Regions from separate parts of the Sus scrofa genome. Here all the other regions are linked to region 2. The links are chromatin contacts, called in public Hi-C and promoter capture Hi-C maps. All regions are on one chromosome and are shown on one strand. Each heading gives the region's core, a stretch centred on a gene start, on an enhancer-like site or on the middle of the called end of the contact. The rest is flanking DNA. Distances are from core to core; before and after follow the strand shown. Region 1 holds the start of ONECUT1 (hepatocyte nuclear factor 6). Region 2 has its middle 370 kb from the start of ONECUT1. Region 3 has its middle 280 kb from the start of WDR72.

Region 1 (2,993 bases), core at 437-2,936, 370 kb before region 2:
ATCTCTCTCTTTCCCTGCCTCCTTAGGTGCCTTCAGCTTCCCCAATACCTTATCCCCCCATGTGCCCAGCTCCTTGGCCAGCTCACCTGCTAAGCGGAGCGCAGACATGCGCTGGAACTCCGGCTCCTGCAGCCACTTCCACATTCTCCGAAAGGTCTCACGGCCAGACTTGAGTTTGCTCCAGGGTTTGGGGTTGCGCAGCAGGTCTGAGAGGGTCCCTTGGGAGCGGCAGAGCACCCTCTGCGCGAAGATGGCCTGTGGGATGCTGTAGCGCTTGAGCTCGGTGGTGATACGCTGCGCCACCTCTTTGGTATTGATCTCTTCCATTTGCCCTGAATTACTTCCATTGCTGACCTGCGCACCGGTTACCGAAGGGTTGGGCTCCCGGGCGGTGCCCAAGAGTTGCCCGTGGCCCTGGGCGTTCAGGTGGGCGTGGGGGTGGTGTGGAGGAAGGCCGTTGATGGGAACCATGCCGGCCGAGGTGGGCGTGAGGTGCTGCTCCCCGTGACGGCCGAGCATGGCCGGGTGGTGGGCTTCGAAGCCGTTGGGGGTGAGCATCTTGTCGGTGGGCATGGCGGCGCCTGGGTGGGCATAGTGCGGGAGCCCTTGCTGGGAGTTGTGGATGCCACCCAGACCAGACCCAGAGAGGGGCGAGAGGCTCTGACCCATGCCGGCCACGTCCTTGTGGTAGGGGGTATAGAGGTTATTCATGGAGGCCAGCCCGCGCTCGTCCCGCATGAGCGTGAAGCTACCGCTCACGTTGCCTGCCAGGCGCTGGTGGTGGTGCGGGTGGTGGTGATGATGGTGATGGTGGTGATGGTGGGGGAACTTGTCCGAGACGGTGGAGATGGGCGGCAGCGGCTGCAGAGGGGTTAAGGTGGTGTAGGTGGTGGGCATGCTCATACCTGGGGGAGTCTCGCAGGCCATGGTCATGGTGGGGTGCAGGGGGCCGGCCAGGCTGTGCTCGGGGGCCCGATGGTGGTGGTGGTAATCGCCGCTGCCGCCGCCGCCGTCCAGCAAGGACGCCATGCCCATGGAGCGTGGGTGCGCGGGGGGCAGGTGGCTGCCACGGTGCGCCACAGAGCTTCGCGCGTGGGGGCTACCGCCCAGCAAGTCGGCTGGGGCAGGCACCGGCTCATGGCTCACCCCGTGCAGCTCCCCGATCGCCTCCATGGTCAGCTGCGCGTTCATCGTGATCCCGGCGAGCGGGCTGCGGACACAACATCGATGAGGCCGGGCAGAGGCGGCGAAGGGGCACGCAGTCCGGTCTTCACATCGGCTGCTAGCGACTGTTGCCTTCCTTCTTTCCTCTCACTGTGGGGCTGTTTCCCTCTCAGTGAGTCTCGCCGTCCCTCTTGCCCCCACCTTCCCCTCTGCGTCCTCCGCGGTTTTTTTTATTTTTTTAAAAAAATATTAATTTCCAAAAAGGATCCGCGCAGTTGGGCGAGCTCAGTGCCCCCAGCCCACCCGCCCCGGCCCCCTCTCACCCCTCTCCTTCTTAGAATTGTGAAGCCCCCGGCTCCCCTGACGCAGCCCGCGCGCCTTCCGCGGCTGCTGCCTGCCCGCACCGCTGGCCAGCTCCAGCCATGGCTCGGTTACTGTTGCAGACTCTGTGGCCGCTGTTCCGCCGCCGCCGCCGCCGCCGCCGCCACAGCCGCCGCGGCCCGCCCTCCCGCCAGCTGGGCGCAGCGCGCAGGCGCACGGATCGGCCCCGCCCCCTCAGTCCCAGAGCCAACAACCGGTGACGTCCCCTAACAAATGAAGTTGGGCGGGGGGGGGGCCTTACCAGAGGTGCCCAGCCGGGGGCGGAGGGAGCGACGCGCACGTGCGAGTGCCTAACGTAGAGCGCGACCTGGGACTGCCACCGCAACCCCGGGAAACTTGGATTACTCTAGGATCCCTCGCCTGTGTGGGCTCTCCTCCCAGCCCCCGCCCGCACTTGCTGGGCTAGCATCCCTGGTGGCGCACTATGCCTAGAGAGCCATCGCCCCTCTTACCAGTCGCTGTCTCCCGGTTGGGGTTGCCTGGGGAGCCTCAGCTTGTGTCATCACTCTTTGCACCCTGGCCTATTTCATGGGAGGGCTTCTAGGAGTCCACGCTCTCCCCATCTTCAGATGTTTGGCCTTTTGCGGGGGGAGGGGAGCAAATATCTCAAAGGCCTTGGTCAATCTTGCCACTGTTGACCGGACAACCTCTGTCATCCATCCCTAGTAATTCTCTGCCTACCCTTCCAAGCTCCGCGAAGAGGAGCACTTAGTGCCAAGAGACCCGGCACCGGCCATACCTCGCAGTCCTCCACCGCCTGGATCCTTCCCGGGCTTAGCTGATAATTAAAGTGGCGCGCCGCTTCGTGCATGAGTGTGTGTGTGTGTGTGCGTGTGCGTGTGTGTTTTATGAGTGCCCTGGTGGGTTCCCATATTAACTCGTGGTATCTGATGGTGCTGCCGAGACTCGAGCTGTTCCTACGGTTTCTTCATGGCCCTACTGCTAAAGCACCCAGAGGCCGCTGCTTGTGGGAAGAACTGACGCCGGCAGGGTGGACTAGGCGCGCCGGTCTCTGCTTGGCCCGTAGGGACGCCCTCTTCCCGGCGTCCCTGTGAGAAGCCTCCAGATTTGAAAATCAATTCAGCTTTGGGCGTAATTGTTCGCTTCCCACAATCAAGCACCAATCCGGAATCGAACCTGGTCCTTAGGCCTGTTGGGTACGCGTGGGGAGGCCCCCAGCGTGGGACGTACACCCGGTGGCCACATGCCGCCGGCTTTCTTTCATTTACAAAAGAAAGAGAAAAAAAAATCCGTAACAAAAGGCAGAGCGTGTCCGCTTAGGTGCTTTCATCCCTCAGAGAAAGGACAGATGTGCTCATTGTCCGGCCCTTGGCAGTTACAACCGGGTCAGCGCCAAGCCTCAGCCCCAGGCGAGCGGTGGTCACAATGGGGGACAGCTTCTCAGAGCCTGGGTATCTGGGCTCAGATATGGAGCAAAGTATGTGTGG
Region 2 (2,988 bases), core at 322-2,821:
CTTTTTAGTCACTTGTGGTGACACTGACAATGCCATCTAGTTTGCAATGGCCATGTGGTCAGTCCCCCACCCATCCTAGCCGGCTGCTGCTGCTGCTATGCTTTTAGCGGAGGTCTCCATTGTTCTCCCGGCCTATGCTGACCATAAGCAATTCCTTCTTCCCTAATCTCAGGGGATCTGCTTCTTTCACAATGGGGGCAGGGTTGTTTGCTTTGTGTGCAAGATAATCTTCTCTAGAATTGTTCACATATGCAAACATACATGTAACAAAACCTGACTCTCTGGATGTGAAAGGATATAATGTATTTGTATATGAGTACATACATGTACACACACATACATTTTAATATTAGCCATAATGATCACTTATTAATCCTGCCTAGCTACTTTGAAGTCACTCAATAATATCTGTTAATTTCAATTATTTGGGCTGCCTTTTGCCTTGTTTTTAACTTGTGACTTTTTTCTTCTTACACATGGTAATAGGAATCCTAAGCATTTCTAAGTTCTTCACTTAAACTTCTCGAAACCTGTGCATACTCTGCCCATGCCTCAGGAGAACATTTTGGGAATGAATTGGAGAAAGAGGTAGATGCAGATCCCTGGCTGGGATGAATGATTAGGAATTGAGGAATTGATCTTTTAAACTCAGCAGGCTGGAGCTCTACTTGAGAGCATCCTTTGGCCGAATAGCAGATAAAATTTACTGGATTTCCATGTCTGAACCTTTGCAATCGCACTGTGTACTCCACTTTGATGGATTTAAAGCTGGTCATTATGTTACAGGGCAAGTAGTAGCAGGAATAAAAGCAGGTCGTTTCAGCTAGCCATTTTAATCAGGAGACGACTTTACTCTGTTATCATTAAAGCTTGCCATATGCCATAAAAATGGATAGAAACATACTTTGACTTTTAGGGCAGATTAGGAAAAAAAATTAAAGGGAGAGGCAGAAAGGAAATAATCCAATTAATAAATATATTTTAAATATTTCACTGCCTCAGTAAGCAAGGCAGGTTTTTTAAACCCTCTTTGAGATTGGAATTGTGTCTTTACTGTTCCTTAACACGTCGGAGTAAATTAAAAAGGGGAAAAACCCCTGCTGTGTCTTTTTGGTTGTTACTTTGGGCTGTTATGATGCTCCTGGGCTGCGGAGCACATCGAGAGCGCCCCCTAGGCGTCAGCACAGGACACGGCAGGAGGAAGTGGCTGCTCAAATACCAGCTGCATGTATTCCTGTCCAAATATGAACACAAAGCTGGGGCAGCAGCCCACAAAGTGACCGCTCTCTGTGCCTGCTGTCTGAGGGTGAACTCGCACTTGCCACAGCAGTTTCAGATCGAGCAGCTTAGGGTGACTTTCTTTGTGTACGTAGGACAAAACTGCTGTGGAGAATGATGTTGAAATTAAAATGAAGCATGCTCACTTTTCAGTGGTGTGAGTTGGCTGTAGTGAGGCCATGGTCTGTTGTTTATCCTGTGCCTACTTGTGCTCTGGGATTTTGCTGGCCCTGGCTTTGTCTGTGTGGGAAGGCCCCACTCTGGACTTCTTCCTGCTGGGCAAAGTTGTCTGCCCTGCCAAAGTATGAATGCCTCTTTAAACTTGTGGTTTAAGATCAAAGGACGCTGCCTAGGAGTGAGAGAAAGGTCATTGGACTTAGAAACCAAAGGTTCCAGTGTTATTTCTCACTTTGCTGCCTGTGAGCTTTGTGATTCTGGGCAACTCACTTCACTTCTCTGAGCTTCAGGTTTTTTCCTCTATAAAAGGAAGAGATTTGATGAGACATTCTCTGTTAGGTTCAGTTATAAAGTCTGTTTTTGACCTCAATATTGAATATTTTTACTTTAAACTTTGCTAACCAAGTCAATATAACACTTTACAGAATTCTTGAAAGATGCAAATTGGTCAGAAGAACAGAATGTGTTTGTTTTGGGGGTCAGGTCTAGATCTACTGGCTGCATCCAGCGAAATGTCAATTTGAGTAACTCTGTGGCATCTTTATAAGCAGCATGAATTCCATTTGATGTTAGTCACTCTTCAAAGGCAGGTTAGTTTTCCAAACTGAGCAACTTGCTCCCCATTCTGGCCATTGCTTTCTGCCCACATTGATCAGCAGCCACATTGATCCCAATGGTGGTGCACTCATCTTCTCTTTCATCCCCATTGGCTGGTTGCCTGATCACTGATGGACAATTAGTCCTCCATCATGGTCAGCTTCTCTAGGTTGGCAACCCCTGAGTCATTTTTCTTTGAGGCCAGCTCATCTGTAGGTTCTGATTTATAAAGCTGTCTCAGAAAGACTTGGTTTTGTTTGTCAAAGCTCCTCTGATGCAAGCTATTGAAGGAGAGGGGCCTGTATACCTTGCCACATGGGAGTAATAGAGAACTCACCCAGGGGTTGTACGTAGTGGGGCTGAGGATGCAGGCCACTGTAAGAGCAGAGATGGGGGAATGCCCAATGCCTCAATAATATGACCAGTTTGGACTTTTGGAAAACAACCACTCACCTATTTAAGGGTGATAATTTGTCTTTCTAGTGATAATAATGGTAATAGTTATTCATTTATTATTAATAATAATAAAAGTCAATCTCCCTTTCTCAATTTTTTCCTTGGTCTCTTATGCCTCTGTAGTTGTGCCCAAACTTATCCTTTTCCCTGAAAACCTTACCTTCTCTGAACTTGTCTGGCTGACAAGGTCTTAGATCAAAATCTTTTCTTCTTCTTTTTTTTTTCTTCATATTTGACCATCTCTCGTGGACCATTTGCAATTTATGCCACAGAGGCAATGCCAAATCCTTAACCCACTGTGCTGAGTCGGGGATGGATCCTGCATCACAGCGCTACAGAGACACCACTGATACTGTTACGGCACAGCAGGAACTCCTAAAAGCTGTTCTAAACAGGTAATCTGAACACTCCCAGCACCCTCTGACATTGCAATGATACTTTTGTTATTTATCAGAAATGATACTGAGATGATGGCCATTG
Region 3 (2,825 bases), core at 91-2,590, 310 kb after region 2:
GGTGTGATCTTATGTCTATGCCTTGCAAGTTGAGAATCATAACAAGGCCTATGATAATTAAATACTGGTAGAGCTCCAGAGGCATAAAAAAGTGAGTTATGGAAAGAGTAGATCACAGGGATAACAAAGAAGGGGCGGGCCTGACTAGTATATACCAGCCTTCTTTCCTTTGGAGGTCTGCAGTGGCCTCGCAGTGCATTTCAGCACAGAACTCCAGGCAGCTAGACCATGGTTAGCCCTAGAGAGGAAAGCTATTTGGCATCCTGGACTGTGGAGTGGGAGAGACTTAGTTCCCAAACCTAGAAGAGCTACTCATTGGCTGAGTGGCCCCAAGAAAGTTACTTAACCTTGGAACTCCTCAGTCAGGTTATTATTCAATAGAGATAATGAAAGTACCTTCTTTCCAGAGTTGTTGTGAGGGATAAAATAAGATACATGCAGCAAAGGATCTGAATCAACATTAATTATCCTTGAAAAGAAAGCAGAGACAATCTCTATTTAACTTTTTTTGCAATTAAAAAATCATCCAGAAAATAAAAAATAATAAAGAAGACTCCAATATCTCTCCAAATATACATTTTTTTAAATTTATGGGCTTAATCAGAATAATTATGAGTTGTGGCGCTCCTGTCATGGCTCAGAGGTTAATGAATACGACTAGCATCCATGAGGATGCGGGTTGGATCCCTTGCCTTGCTCAGTGGCTTAAGGATCCAGCGTTGCCATGAGCTGTCGTGTAGGTCACAGATGTGGCTTGGATCCAGTGTTGCTGTGGCTGTGGTGTAGGCCAGCAGCTACAGCTCCAATCAGGCCCCTAGTCTGGGAACTCCATATGCTGAGGGTGTGGCCCTAAAAAAAACAAGACAAAAAAAAAAAAAAAAAAAAAAAAGGAATAATTCTGAGTTTTCAGAGTTTTTTTTTTTTTTTTTTTTCTTTTTAAATGTGTGATATCATCAGTTCATGGGATCTAGTGTCAGCCAGACTTAGGTTTGAGTTACATTTCTGTGGTCATTTACGTGGTAAGAGTGAATTGCTTAACTTTGCTAAACTTCAATTTCCTTGTCTATAAAACAGGGATAACATTACCTATATCATGAAATTATTATGAGAGTAAAAAAAGGCAAAGCATATATGCCATAAACCATTTGGTAAATATTCATTGTAAACATTCCTGCAAGGCAGGTCCCTAAGGGGCACCTGTGTACATTCCAGTGAAAGGAGACATCTGGCCATGACACTGCACTTTGAGCTTGTCCTGTTTTGCGTGGCCATTGTGCTAGCTCCTGTTTACCAAAGGCTGATGAAGTTACTCAGTTCTTGTCCTTGACTACTTCCTGGCCCTTGTGCAATATCTCCTGATTTGAGGTTGGGTTCCTGCATATCATGTAACTGGCCACAGCAGAAGTAGTTATGCTTTAACTTCCTTTAGTACTCAATGTTATGAACTATCAAGTGGAAAGAGACTGAAGGGACTAGAGGTCAGGGTTAGAGAATATCAGGTATCCTGTTCTGCCTGATCTTTTGTATTTGATTCAGTAATTACTGATTACCTACCATATAGCAGACTCTAAGGATATAAACAGGACATGTCTCCTACCTCAGGGAGCTTAGAGCTTGGTGATGCTGTGAGAATAAGTTTTCACTTTTATGAACAGTTACACAAAAATTAAGCTAGATATAACAATTCCTTCAAAAAAAAGTGTATTAAGTGTTCATATGTCAACTTCAAGGAGAATAAAAGTATGTTTACTCAAAAGATCCATTGAACTTAAAGAAAATAAATATTTCTTTAAACAGAATTAAAAGGTACCAAGACAGGAGTTCCCTCGTGGTACAGCAGATTGAGGATCCAGCATTGTCCCTGTACGAGCTTGGGTTACTGCTGTGACACAGGTGCAGTCCCTGGCCTACAAACTTCCACATGCTGTGGGTGTGGCCAAAAAAAATCTACCAAGACATATGCACACTTTAATATATGTGTATAATTTTTATTAAATATATATGAAAGTTGAAAATAAAAATTTTTGTCACATACATGTGTACATGCCATAACTATAAAGCTCAGTGACTTTTCACAAACTGGACACTTATGTAAATATTATAGAGATTAAGAAACAAGACCTTACTGGCACTCTAGAATCTGTCCATCAGGCGCTTTCTGGTCTCCACCCCCACGGTAACCAATATCTTGTATTCTAATAAGATAAAATATATTTTTATATCTTTATAATTTATATAAGTAGAATCACATATTGTGGTGTGCAGATCTTAAAAACATTTTCCTGTCAAATTTCAATTCATTATTTGATGGTTCTTTGTTAATCTAAACCAGCCAAGTATGATCCACATGAGGCATATACTTGGAATAAAGTATTCTCAGGCTTGTGTAAAAATCGCCAACTCTTTCTACAAAGGATGATTCATTTGTACCTGAATGTCCTGATCTTGGAGGTTATACTTCAGAATGTGAACTCATTCATTAGAGAATGCTTTATTTGATTGAAGGCCAGGTACTCGCTTCCCAGCAACACAGCTTAAGTAAATGCCCAACTCAGACAGTCAACATTACTGTCTCAAAAATCTTTCATTCTGACATATTATCACACATTTGTCATTAGGGAACTGCATATTCACATATGTCCATAAATATTTGGTCTTTGTAGACCCAGGTTGACCTGCTTGAGAATCAGAAGGGGAAAAAAAATCTTATCTCTGTCCTTGGAAAAGGTACAATTAAATGAAGGGAAAGTTTGAATGTGGTCTCTGAGAGACTTTGTTTCCCTGAAAACAAAATAATTTTGCTCTAGTCAATCAATAACTCTGCT

What was found. Promoter capture Hi-C pulls out the DNA fragments that hold promoters and counts their contacts. Hi-C and Micro-C count contacts between places; a contact is called where the count stands out from the background.
Region 1: a promoter capture Hi-C map of liver shows a contact between it and region 2, with 11 times the contacts expected there. The contact joins the promoter of ONECUT1 here to the enhancer-like site in region 2. A contact is called at or near these places in 2 of 5 promoter capture datasets (fetal liver and liver) and 7 of 47 Hi-C or Micro-C datasets (embryonic fibroblasts, epiblast stem cells, fetal liver and 2 more).
Region 3: a contact with region 2 is called in a Hi-C map of liver, with 2.1 times the contacts expected there. The contact joins two enhancer-like sites. A contact is called at or near these places in 4 of 47 Hi-C or Micro-C datasets (liver and skeletal muscle).

What each region holds. Positions count from the first base shown.
Region 1 is chr1:118,912,093-118,915,085 of Sscrofa11.1, reverse strand. It overlaps ONECUT1 (hepatocyte nuclear factor 6), which reads right to left and starts at 1,686. Exons shown (of 2, transcript XM_001928991.5): 1 at 87-1,686. The coding sequence starts at 1,191.
Region 2 is chr1:118,540,269-118,543,256 of Sscrofa11.1, reverse strand. No RefSeq gene overlaps it. Among named protein-coding and RNA genes, the nearest start is that of ONECUT1, 370 kb to the left of the region's middle. Within about 2 kb of position 1,571, at least 4 of the 83 cell types and tissues checked have an H3K27ac peak or open chromatin away from gene starts, as enhancers often do. A contact at or near this core is called in fetal liver and liver, where this site is marked.
Region 3 is chr1:118,228,611-118,231,435 of Sscrofa11.1, reverse strand. No RefSeq gene overlaps it. Among named protein-coding and RNA genes, the nearest start is that of WDR72, 280 kb to the right of the region's middle. Within about 2 kb of position 1,340, at least 5 of the 83 cell types and tissues checked have an H3K27ac peak or open chromatin away from gene starts, as enhancers often do. A contact at or near this core is called in liver, where this site is marked.